3 separate regions of the Mus musculus genome follow, and regions 2 and 3 are each linked to region 1. Evidence: chromatin contacts called from public Hi-C and HiChIP or PLAC-seq data. All regions are on one chromosome and are shown on one strand. The core of a region is the stretch at or near the end of the contact, and the rest is flanking DNA. Distances in the headings are between cores, read along the strand shown. Region 1 overlaps Adamts2 (a disintegrin-like and metallopeptidase (reprolysin type) with thrombospondin type 1 motif, 2). Region 2 overlaps Adamts2 (a disintegrin-like and metallopeptidase (reprolysin type) with thrombospondin type 1 motif, 2). Region 3 overlaps Adamts2 (a disintegrin-like and metallopeptidase (reprolysin type) with thrombospondin type 1 motif, 2).

Evidence for each region. A called contact is a pair of places that touch in the nucleus more often than the background predicts. HiChIP or PLAC-seq counts read pairs in DNA pulled down with a chosen protein or histone mark.
Region 2: a contact with region 1 is called in an H3K27ac HiChIP or PLAC-seq map of heart atrium, with 4 times the contacts expected there. The contact joins two enhancer-like sites. A contact is called at or near these places in 8 of 39 promoter capture datasets (the 3T3-L1 cell line, 3T3-L1-derived adipocytes, cranial neural crest and 3 more), 5 of 484 Hi-C or Micro-C datasets (embryonic stem cells and uterus) and 2 of 115 datasets of contacts at active chromatin or transcription factors (fibro-adipogenic progenitors and heart atrium).
Region 3: a Hi-C map of uterus shows a contact between it and region 1, with 6 times the contacts expected there. The contact joins two enhancer-like sites. A contact is called at or near these places in 7 of 484 Hi-C or Micro-C datasets (the AML12 cell line, the C3H10T1/2 cell line, embryonic fibroblasts and 3 more).

The regions. Positions count from the first base shown.
Region 1 is chr11:50,620,969-50,624,105 of GRCm38.p6, reverse strand. The region is part of intron 2 of Adamts2 (a disintegrin-like and metallopeptidase (reprolysin type) with thrombospondin type 1 motif, 2); the gene reads right to left. Among named protein-coding and RNA genes, the nearest start is that of Adamts2, 20 kb to the right of the region's middle. Within about 2 kb of position 1,700, at least 79 of the 459 cell types and tissues checked have an H3K27ac peak or open chromatin away from gene starts, as enhancers often do. A contact at or near this core is called in heart atrium and uterus, where this site is marked.
Region 2 is chr11:50,716,071-50,718,995 of GRCm38.p6, reverse strand. All of the region lies in intron 3 of Adamts2 (a disintegrin-like and metallopeptidase (reprolysin type) with thrombospondin type 1 motif, 2), which reads right to left. Among named protein-coding and RNA genes, the nearest start is that of Gm39819, 20 kb to the right of the region's middle. Within about 2 kb of position 1,430, at least 30 of the 459 cell types and tissues checked have an H3K27ac peak or open chromatin away from gene starts, as enhancers often do. A contact at or near this core is called in heart atrium and uterus, where this site is marked.
Region 3 is chr11:50,742,131-50,745,176 of GRCm38.p6, reverse strand. All of the region lies in intron 4 of Adamts2 (a disintegrin-like and metallopeptidase (reprolysin type) with thrombospondin type 1 motif, 2), which reads right to left. Among named protein-coding and RNA genes, the nearest start is that of Gm39819, 46 kb to the right of the region's middle. Within about 2 kb of position 1,571, at least 11 of the 459 cell types and tissues checked have an H3K27ac peak or open chromatin away from gene starts, as enhancers often do. A contact at or near this core is called in uterus, where this site is marked.

The DNA of each region.
Region 1 (3,137 bases), core at 451-2,950:
GGGAGAAGAGGCTGGAGCCAGGCAGCCCCAGCAGTGAGCAGCACCTGTGCCCAGCGCAGCCCCAACCACAGCTGTGCATCTCTGCCTCCCGCCACCTGTTAAAGATGCAACCTACTTGCGTTTCCACTCAGCACAACTTAAAAGCCAGCATGCAACTTAAAAGCCAGCCAGGCTTGTGCTCAGTGACAGGACACATTGTAAGAAATGTATCTTTCAGACTTCCCCTCCACACACCTGGAGGCTCTGCACTTGATGCACTGGTGCATAGAAACATGGGCCTAGGATGGCTCCATTGACAGTGATTGCCTTGCAATCGTGAGGACCTGAGTTCAATCCCAAAAAACCCACGTGAAAAAAGTTAGTGGTGACCGGCTTCACTGTAATCTCAGCATTTTAATGGCAGAGATGGTTGGGTCCTGAGGTCTCAGTGTCTACTAGAAATGGGCAAGAGAAAGAGTAGAAAGAGTCAGCTCTTTCTCTACCCACACGTGGGCAGAGCTTGAAAAAAATGGCACACGCATGCCCCCCCACACACACACACACATACACATTAAAAAGACAGAAGATGCACAAGGCTGTAAGTCCATGGAGTAGGGGCCCAGTTATGTAGCCTCAGCCCACAAACTATGCACCATACAGAACTATGTTCTCTGCCTGTGGGCGGGGATGGGAGAAAGAGAGGAAGAGCACTGAAGGGAAGGGAGGGAAAGTCCTGGATACCCGCAAGGAGGATCTGTACACACACATGCACGCGCGCGCGCGCACACACACACACACACACACACACACACACACACACACACGAGACACCCTCCTCAGAGCCTCCTTGCCTCAGCTCCCTGAGGTTCAGACAGCAAACCCCACCCGAAACAGTCATGTGGCCTATTTGACCAACCAAAGCTCTGCTCCCTGCCTCAGCCACAGTGTTGATGCTCAAACCTCTACCGATGACCCAAACTGAACCCATGGAACCAGCTTTAGAGTCTACAGTACAATCTGATGGAAAAGGCCAGCCTCTGTGTGCTCTGGTGGTGCCAAGTGGCACAGGTGAGCTGTCGAGGCAGGCCACACAGGGGAGAAGGCAAAGTAATACAAGATGGAGGCTTTTGGCCCGAGCTGATTTACACTAGGTTTTCTGTGGCTTGTTGTCACACGAATCTGAGCCTGGGGACAGCTTTTGGTGAGGAACAGGCTGCAGAGGTGTAAAGGAAAGAATGGAAGCAACTCCTCTTCCAGTTCCACCCCTAAAGTAGATATTAAAGGATGGCTTGTGTCCATGGAAGGGAGAGAGACATGACAATGGTCGTCTCCATCCCTGGCCAGGGACTCCCAACAGCTCACCCGCCACAAAGGCCACTCCTGCAATTCTGCAAAGGACCAATCCACACTGAGGAGTCTGTCCGGCCAGCCACTCCTCTCTCCTTTCAAGATTGAAATCGTTTCCACATCTTGACTAATTGTGTTCAGGTGGCGAGGACTGGTGTGTGGCGCCTGCATCTGTGTGCATGTCCACCCCCCAGCCCTGGCGCCTGCCCCAGGAATGCTCCTTGGCGCGGAGGGATGGAGGACCCCGGCCTCTTCCCGTGTCCTGGGGGCCCTGGGTGATGTCAGCCGTCCTTGGCGTCTTCTAGTAAACATCTGCTCTCCTTACTCTGACCCAGGAATTCCATTTCGGAAGAGTCATGGCCTCATCTGGCAGTGAGTCCCAGGCTGATTATGGTCTGGTCCCTCCCCCAGCCCTGCCTCCTCAATCCACACTCAGCCCAAGCCCCGCCCATAAAGCCCTCCAAAGAGATTAATATCCTCACTGCAGTCTGTGTGCTTCCAGCCACTTTCACACTTTGTTCCCTCTCCTAGCGCCGCAAGGAAAATATTACCTTGCAGTGACAAAGGCTGTTGGTACTGAGTGGTAGCTGTGGTCCTTACCTCACTGAATCTTCATTTGCAACTCACCACAGCACTTTGCGTTCAACTTTTACCTTTCATGGATGACAAACAGCCACGTCCACCAGTGAGGGAAGGAGGCAGATTCAAGCCTATGTATTGCTGCAGACCCAAGGCTGACTTCAGTGCACAGTGGCGAGCGGGAGCTGACAGTCCATAAACTGATATCTTGGGCAGGAAGGAGGAAGGGGAGAGTGGGAAACCATAGCTCTAAAAGGTACACGGCCCCTATCTCAATGAAAGAGAAACCCCTCGGGTGCTTAGCCGGGGACTCAGGGAATGAGTGTAGAAGTGGTCGGTGCGATTATAAGGAAGAATGGAGACTGCAGTGCCAGGAGCCCCTGGGCCCTTCTGGAGAACTCCATCTCTGCTCACTTCCATCCCGCGGACACAAGCCCAGATTCTCCCAGATTCTCAAGACATTAGAAATCCAAGACTTCACAAGCCACTCATCAAATGCTGAGATGGCCAAACAAAACTCACTGGCGGGTAGACACAGCACAGAGCACCAATCCGTTCCAAACAAGCTCTGCCAGGAATGATGGGAGCGCTAGAGTTCAGAAAATTATTCCATTGGTGTGAGGCAAGGCAGGGACTCCACCAGGGCTTCCTAGGTCTACACTCCTCCCAAGGTGTCAGGACACACCACTGCCTCTGTCAGGCTCTTCCCAAGAGAGCCTCACCAAACCCACAGGAAAGTGGCAACAGGATGCAGGGCCCAGATGGCAACTCCCTTACATGTCCGGCTGGATACTCTGAGGCCGTGGCAAAGGGTTTTGTGCAAAATGGCTGTCAATCCTTTTACACTCCGATGTAATAAGACAAGAAATGAATCAACATTAAAAAGGAAGGGACCAAAATATTGTGATTTGCAAGTGACGGCATACTTAGCCCCCTCAAAAAAAATAAAAAAAACACCCCCAACTCCTAAAGGAAAACAACACAGAGAACTTCCTGAAAATATCCAGAAGTGAAATAAATGCAGTTACTTGCAGATCTAGGAATGCAAACATGGGAATCGGCCAAGGAAGGGATTTATTTTAAAGGGATTTTTTTTTCTTTTTATGATTCTCTGTTTCATGTTTGTGTTTTTACAATAAGAGAGGACTGTTTGGCTGAAAGACAGGGGAAGGGAAAACTCTCTGGATGCAGGCAATGGAAAGAAAAGTGCATTTCGGGGGGGCTCATCGTAA
Region 2 (2,925 bases), core at 181-2,680, 95 kb before region 1:
TGGGAGGGCTTTTCCTAACAAACAGGGAGGGAGTGGGAGGTCCAGGGGGGCATTCGTGCTGCAAATTCAGATCCTAGCCCTGCCCTGAGAGTCAGGGGCAAGGGGTGGAGAGAGCAGTCACCTCTCTAGCTGAAGATTACCAAGCCCACTTCTCCAGCCCAAGGCTGCAGAGGACAGGCGCAGTTAGGCAAGGTCTCCCCAAATCACGATCATTCATTTCCTTTTTCTGCTTAAAAGCAGATGTGGCCGTGCCAGGGAGCAGCAGGCCAGGTCAGTGGGAGATGATGCCGGTGAGTAAAGAGGTCTGGGCATGGGATGGGAGTGGGGGAGGGGGCACAAGGCAGGGTGCCTGCTCTGACCTTCACTAAAACACAAGAGACCTTACAGGACTCAGCAGCAGTCCCTGTCCTCCACACATGCTGTCCCCTAAATCCACCCTGGAGCAGGGAGCATCCACCCCAGAGCCCAAGACTTAGCCGCCACTTGCTGTGCAGGAACCCTGTTCCTTCCAGGATGGACCTTATGTTTAGGGCAGTTCCTATCTACCTGCTTCTGGTTCTAAGACAAGCCACCATAGCATCCCCAAACCTCCACTTCTGTCTTATCTCTCTTTGCTCACTTTCCACGTATTGCTGTGACTTCTGCTACAGACCCTGTGCAGTATCACAGTCTTCCGGTCACAGTCATGTGACCACTACACATCACCCCACACTCACGCCCACATGCAATTGCTACGCTGATTGCAGTTTCATACACCCACTCACAGAGAATCAGCCATACCTCCACAGCCACAAACATGACACGGCCGTCCTCACACATATACACATCCAAACATTCATTGACTATACATACTATCACACATGGACATACACAATAACACACTCATTCTAGCCCACACATGTACATACACACTTGCGCGTGCATACACACACACACACACATGTGCGCGCGCACGCTCCCACTCATGCTCCCTAAGGTGAGTTCCTGGAGAACTTAAGCAACCTCTGACCCTTCTCCAGGTTTCCAGGCAACTACATGGAATTTGGTGAGAAATGAAGAAACTGAGCCGCCAAGATCTGTTGGTTCGATGGAAAACTACGGTTATCCAAACGCTGCGCCTGAGCAGAGGCTGGAGAGGGCGGAACGAGGCTGTGGGAATGGAAGCATCTGTGGGCGTTCCTCTCTCTTGAAAGAGCAGCCAGTTGCGCACATCGGAAAGAAATGTGTGTCTCTTCCCTGATCAGCCTTTGCAGAAGAGGTGGCCATGAGGCTTAGCAAGATAGGGTGGGCTCTGTGGCTCACTGTGGCCGTACAGTGGGTGTCTGTTGTCACTGAGAGTGGTTGCCATGGCTCCTGACACACTGATAGTCACACAGGGGCCACCCGTCTTTGGCTCCAGGCCCCAAGTCAAATGCAGCTCTCACTCAGGCCTCCCAGACCACTGGAGTCCCTGCGGAGCCAGCTGCTGGGACTCTGTCTGCAGAAGCAAGAGAGTGAGTATACTTCTAAAAGTCTCTCACTGAGCCAGACGCACTGTTTACATCCTAAGCCTACCCTCTGCATTTCCAGGAAGAAATACACTCTCTTCTCTGCCTTAAGACAGGCACTCCTCTTGGCTTATCTTTTGTTTTTTTGTTCCTGGAAAATATTTTGCTCCCATAGGAAAAGCCAAGTGGGAGCGTGGCCTCTGGGCAAGGGGATATGAGTGTGTATGTGCTCTGGGGCAGGCTGCCTCCAGCCAACCGGGATAGCAGTGACTGACAGGAAGCCATCCCTGATGCTGGGCCTTCTTAATGTGCAAGGAGGTTGAGAGCCTGGTTTTGTGCTAGTCTCTCTCTCTCTCTCTCTCTCTTTCTCTCCCTCCTCCCCCCTCCCGGTCCAAGTTTCATGTAGTGCTGGCTGGCCTTGAATTCCTGTGTAATCAAAATTGGAACTTGTCTCTAGCTCTCAACTGGGATTACAGGTTTGAGTCACCATACCCACCAAATACCTATGAATTTTTAAAAATGTATTTTGCCGAGGTGTGTGCACCTGCATGCTTGCACATGTGTTTCTGTATGTTTATGTATGCCCCTGTGTGTATACAGGTGTGCTTGCCCATGGCAGGTGTCTTCCTTTATTGCTCCTCCTCACCCTAGTTTCTGAGGCAGGGTCTCTCACTGAACACAGAGCTCCCTATTTAGCCAGGTTGGTTTCCAAGAAGCCCCCAGGATTCTCCTGTCTCAGTCACTCACCCCCAATCCCAGGATGGGGTTACAGGCAGGAGTCACTGCACCTAGACTTTATGCGGATCTAGAGATATGAACTCATATCCTCAGAGGCAGACACCTTACCCACCAAGCCAGCGCCCTGGCCCTCTGTCTCTAATTTTAAACACTGGCCTGAAATTTAAATGGGACAGGGACACCAGTAGGCCAGTGTGGATCAGACCGTATTCTCTCAGATATTGTAGGACCGCAGAGTGAGTCAGCCACAAAATTAAGAATCCCTGAAAGGAAGCTGTCTTCATACATTGACTAATAAAATGCCAATGTCTGTGAAGAGTTTGGACCATTGCTGATCTGGTAGTGCAGTTGTAATTTCTCGCTGGCTATCTTTAGCCCTTTAAAAAGACATTCCTTGCCCACCTTTGTGTCAAACCTAACATCCTGATAGACAGATAAAAACCCTTGGAACACATTAACTTCACAAAACACCATTTGCTAACAGAAGCGCTAAAGATGCTATAGTAGAGATTCCTCACCCCCCCCCAGTACTGTCCACCACCAGTGTATTTTAAAATGCCTTGATTTATAACTTTTATTGTTCTGTTGCTACAAAAACTGCTCCCATGTTGGACCATGGAAAGTGGGGTGACCTAGCTCCATGTTCCTGGGCCATGATGACTCGAATTTGTCTCAAGAATGTTTTATCAGACCCCAGGAT
Region 3 (3,046 bases), core at 322-2,821, 120 kb before region 1:
TTGAAAGTTGGTGAGCAGCTGATTGTTTACAAACCCTGGCAAGGCTTCGGCAAGTCAAGGCCAACTTCTGGATTAAATTAGAAAAGAAAAGAGGAAACATATCCAAGTCTTGGCACAAATAGATTGTTCATTGAACACGAGTTGTTTCAGAACACACTGTGCTGAGGACCGCCATCCTGCTAGGAGAAATCAAAAGGTAGAGGCTCAGCTCCGAAAGCGCAGGGGACCCCTGAATCCCATGTGCTCTACAAGCCTAAGGGATGAGTCTGCCCTCAGTGGAAGAGTGCCTCACACAGCTCAGACAGACTGACTGCTTTTGCCCAGAAATCCATTCAATTGTTTTCAAATGGAGTTTAAAGCCAGTTCATTCACTCCTTTAAAATGAATCCTCCAAGCGACCTCAGAGAACCTATGAGGCAGTTAGGCTAGCCGGAAGTAGAGGTGGCATGTTGGGTAGCTTGGGGTGTGAGGAGGAAAAAGATACAACTCGGCTTGAGTGTGCGGTCAACAAGGTGTCCTTCAGATAAGGGCTACTCCAGCTTCAAGGGGGAGGCAAGGGAGAGTTTGTCTTCCTCCCGTGGGCGTTTAGCTAATATGGTAGCAGGTAAAGCCTCAGGTTTAAGGATGGAGAAGCTGAGTCCAAGCAAAGGATGCTTCAGCAGATCAGTGTTGCTTCTGGCTTCAATGCAGATGCACATTCTATGCTGAGTGTTCTCCCCACCACCACACCCAAGTACCTCACTGCAGAGGGATACAGAAAGGACCATGGTCATCACTCAGGTTGTTTTCTTTAAGTCAGATAGCAAGTATTACTTAAGCACTAGCTCTGGGGGGCCATCTGGTCCCCTATGATGACAATGGAACTGAGACATTCCTCTCCACTGATGAAACCATGGTCATTCTGTGGAGGTCACCGAACCCCTGTGTGATATCTGTGTGTCTGTGATGACGTCAGAGGAAACAAACCAACTGCATTATTGATTCACATACAAGCACAGCTTGAGCAGTCAATCACATGTGCTAAATTCCACAGCTTCCTAAACTGTGGGCTTTGAGCCCAGTGGGCTTCGAAGAGCTCAATGTGGGGATTGAAAACAACGTGGTATCAATAAAGTATCCCTGGGCATACACAGAACTATAAGGAACCTGACGTGCTTCTGGCTGTATTCACGTATATTGTACAGCACAAATTCACTGCAGCCTTGCTGTGAACACATGACTTGTGCTGTTCATGCTGTCTCCACACTCCACACCAACAGACCCAGCCTGAAACTCTTCCCTCAGACCTGAGACCACCGTACATTAGGAACTGCGGTGTTTTAACTTCACGTACTAAGCTAAGTGCTCTTAACAGAATCAAATGATTTAATTACCCAGAACAAAGACTTCTCTTGCTTTCCTACTGCCACTTCCAAGCCCACATTAAATTGATTTATTTTTGCAGTGTTTTGTGTTAGAATTCTTGATTTAAAATTCTCACATTTGAGTTGCTGACTTGTTTCGTAAAAAATATTCCCCAATGACTCTTGGCTTGGAGTTAGGGCTGGTCTTCTAGCCAAGGTCTCAATGTCTGAAATGACCTTAAGCCTACTCTGTGTCGAGAGGCACTTCAGGGCAACCTCCTCTGAGCCCTTCACCTTGCAATGGTCAGTGTGGTCAAGGTGCTTGCTATGAAGCCTGATGACTTGAGTTCAGTCCGTAGGACACACTTGGTGGGAGGAAAGAACTGATTCTTGAAAGTTGTTCTCTGACCTCCACCCATGTGCTCTGTCAATGTCTCTGTCTCTGACTGACTCTCTCTCTCTCTCTCTCTCTCTCTCTCTCTCTCTCTCTCTCTCACACACACACACACACACACGCACACGCACACACACACACATGCACACACACACACACGGAATGTAAATAAATGAACTAAAAATAAACAGAATAGCTATAGCTTGCAACAGGAAATATTAAGATGCCGATGTTGAAGCTATAAATTACCACAAATAAGAAATGAGGCAGGGGGCTTTCCTCAGTAGAGCAGACACTGATGATAAAGCCACACAGACTATTTTGGTATAGAAGACTTGAACATGCGTGCTACCTGTTGGAAGACTTAACTCTTAGGAGCCCAGTCTAAGGGAATAGTTAAGGATGAGGGACAGATTCAGCTATAAGGATGTACAATAGCAGGTGGCACATCTGACCTCCGGAAGGGGAGTGAGTTTTATTTCCCCGGAGGCGTCGTGTAAATAACCAGTTACATAAAAAGCACACGCTCCTCCCTGCGACAACATTCCACACTCATTAAAATGAAGTCGTGGCGAGGAGCTTCTGGGAGAAAATATGGAGAGATCTATATGAGTTCATTCTAATCTTATGGCATAAATAATATATTATCTGTGTTAAATATAGAATGTTTTAATGAACTGAAAAAAAATACTTTTCCAAATTTAGGGAGGGAACTGGGGGAAATGGGTCTGGCTGGCAGGGAACGAGTTGGTAGGTGGTGTCTCGGGGTAAGCGGGTCTCATAGAGGGATCAGCAGACACCCTCAGCCTCCAGTGGGTCTGAGATGAAGCAGGGGTGGGGCAGATGGGCAAACTCTCACTTTCTACTGTGATCTGAGTGTGATGTCTCCCCTGGGCTCATGTGCTTGAACATGGGGTGCCTAGCTGTTTGTACTCATTGTCTGAGGAAGTTATAGAGCCCATTAAGAGGTGGAGTCCTTTTTGGTCCTCTCTGCTCCTGTAAGTGACCCCTCACCCATATACCAACCAATAAAACCTCTTTGGTTCACTGAGTTGGACTTTGGTGTGGTTGTTATTTTGGTCTGTCCCTTGTTCTCTTTGGGGGCTGAATAGACGTGTGTGTGTGTGTGTGTGTGTGTGTGTGTGTGTGTATGTGTGTGTGTGTGTGTTGTGTCTAGAAAAGTCTCTCCTACAGCACCCAATTCAGTGGGCAGCTTGCTGACCAGGCTGTCCTTCAACCATGGAGCCACCTCCACCTGCTATCACATACCAATAGTCAAGAGACCCAGAGGGCAGTTGCAGTCCACCCA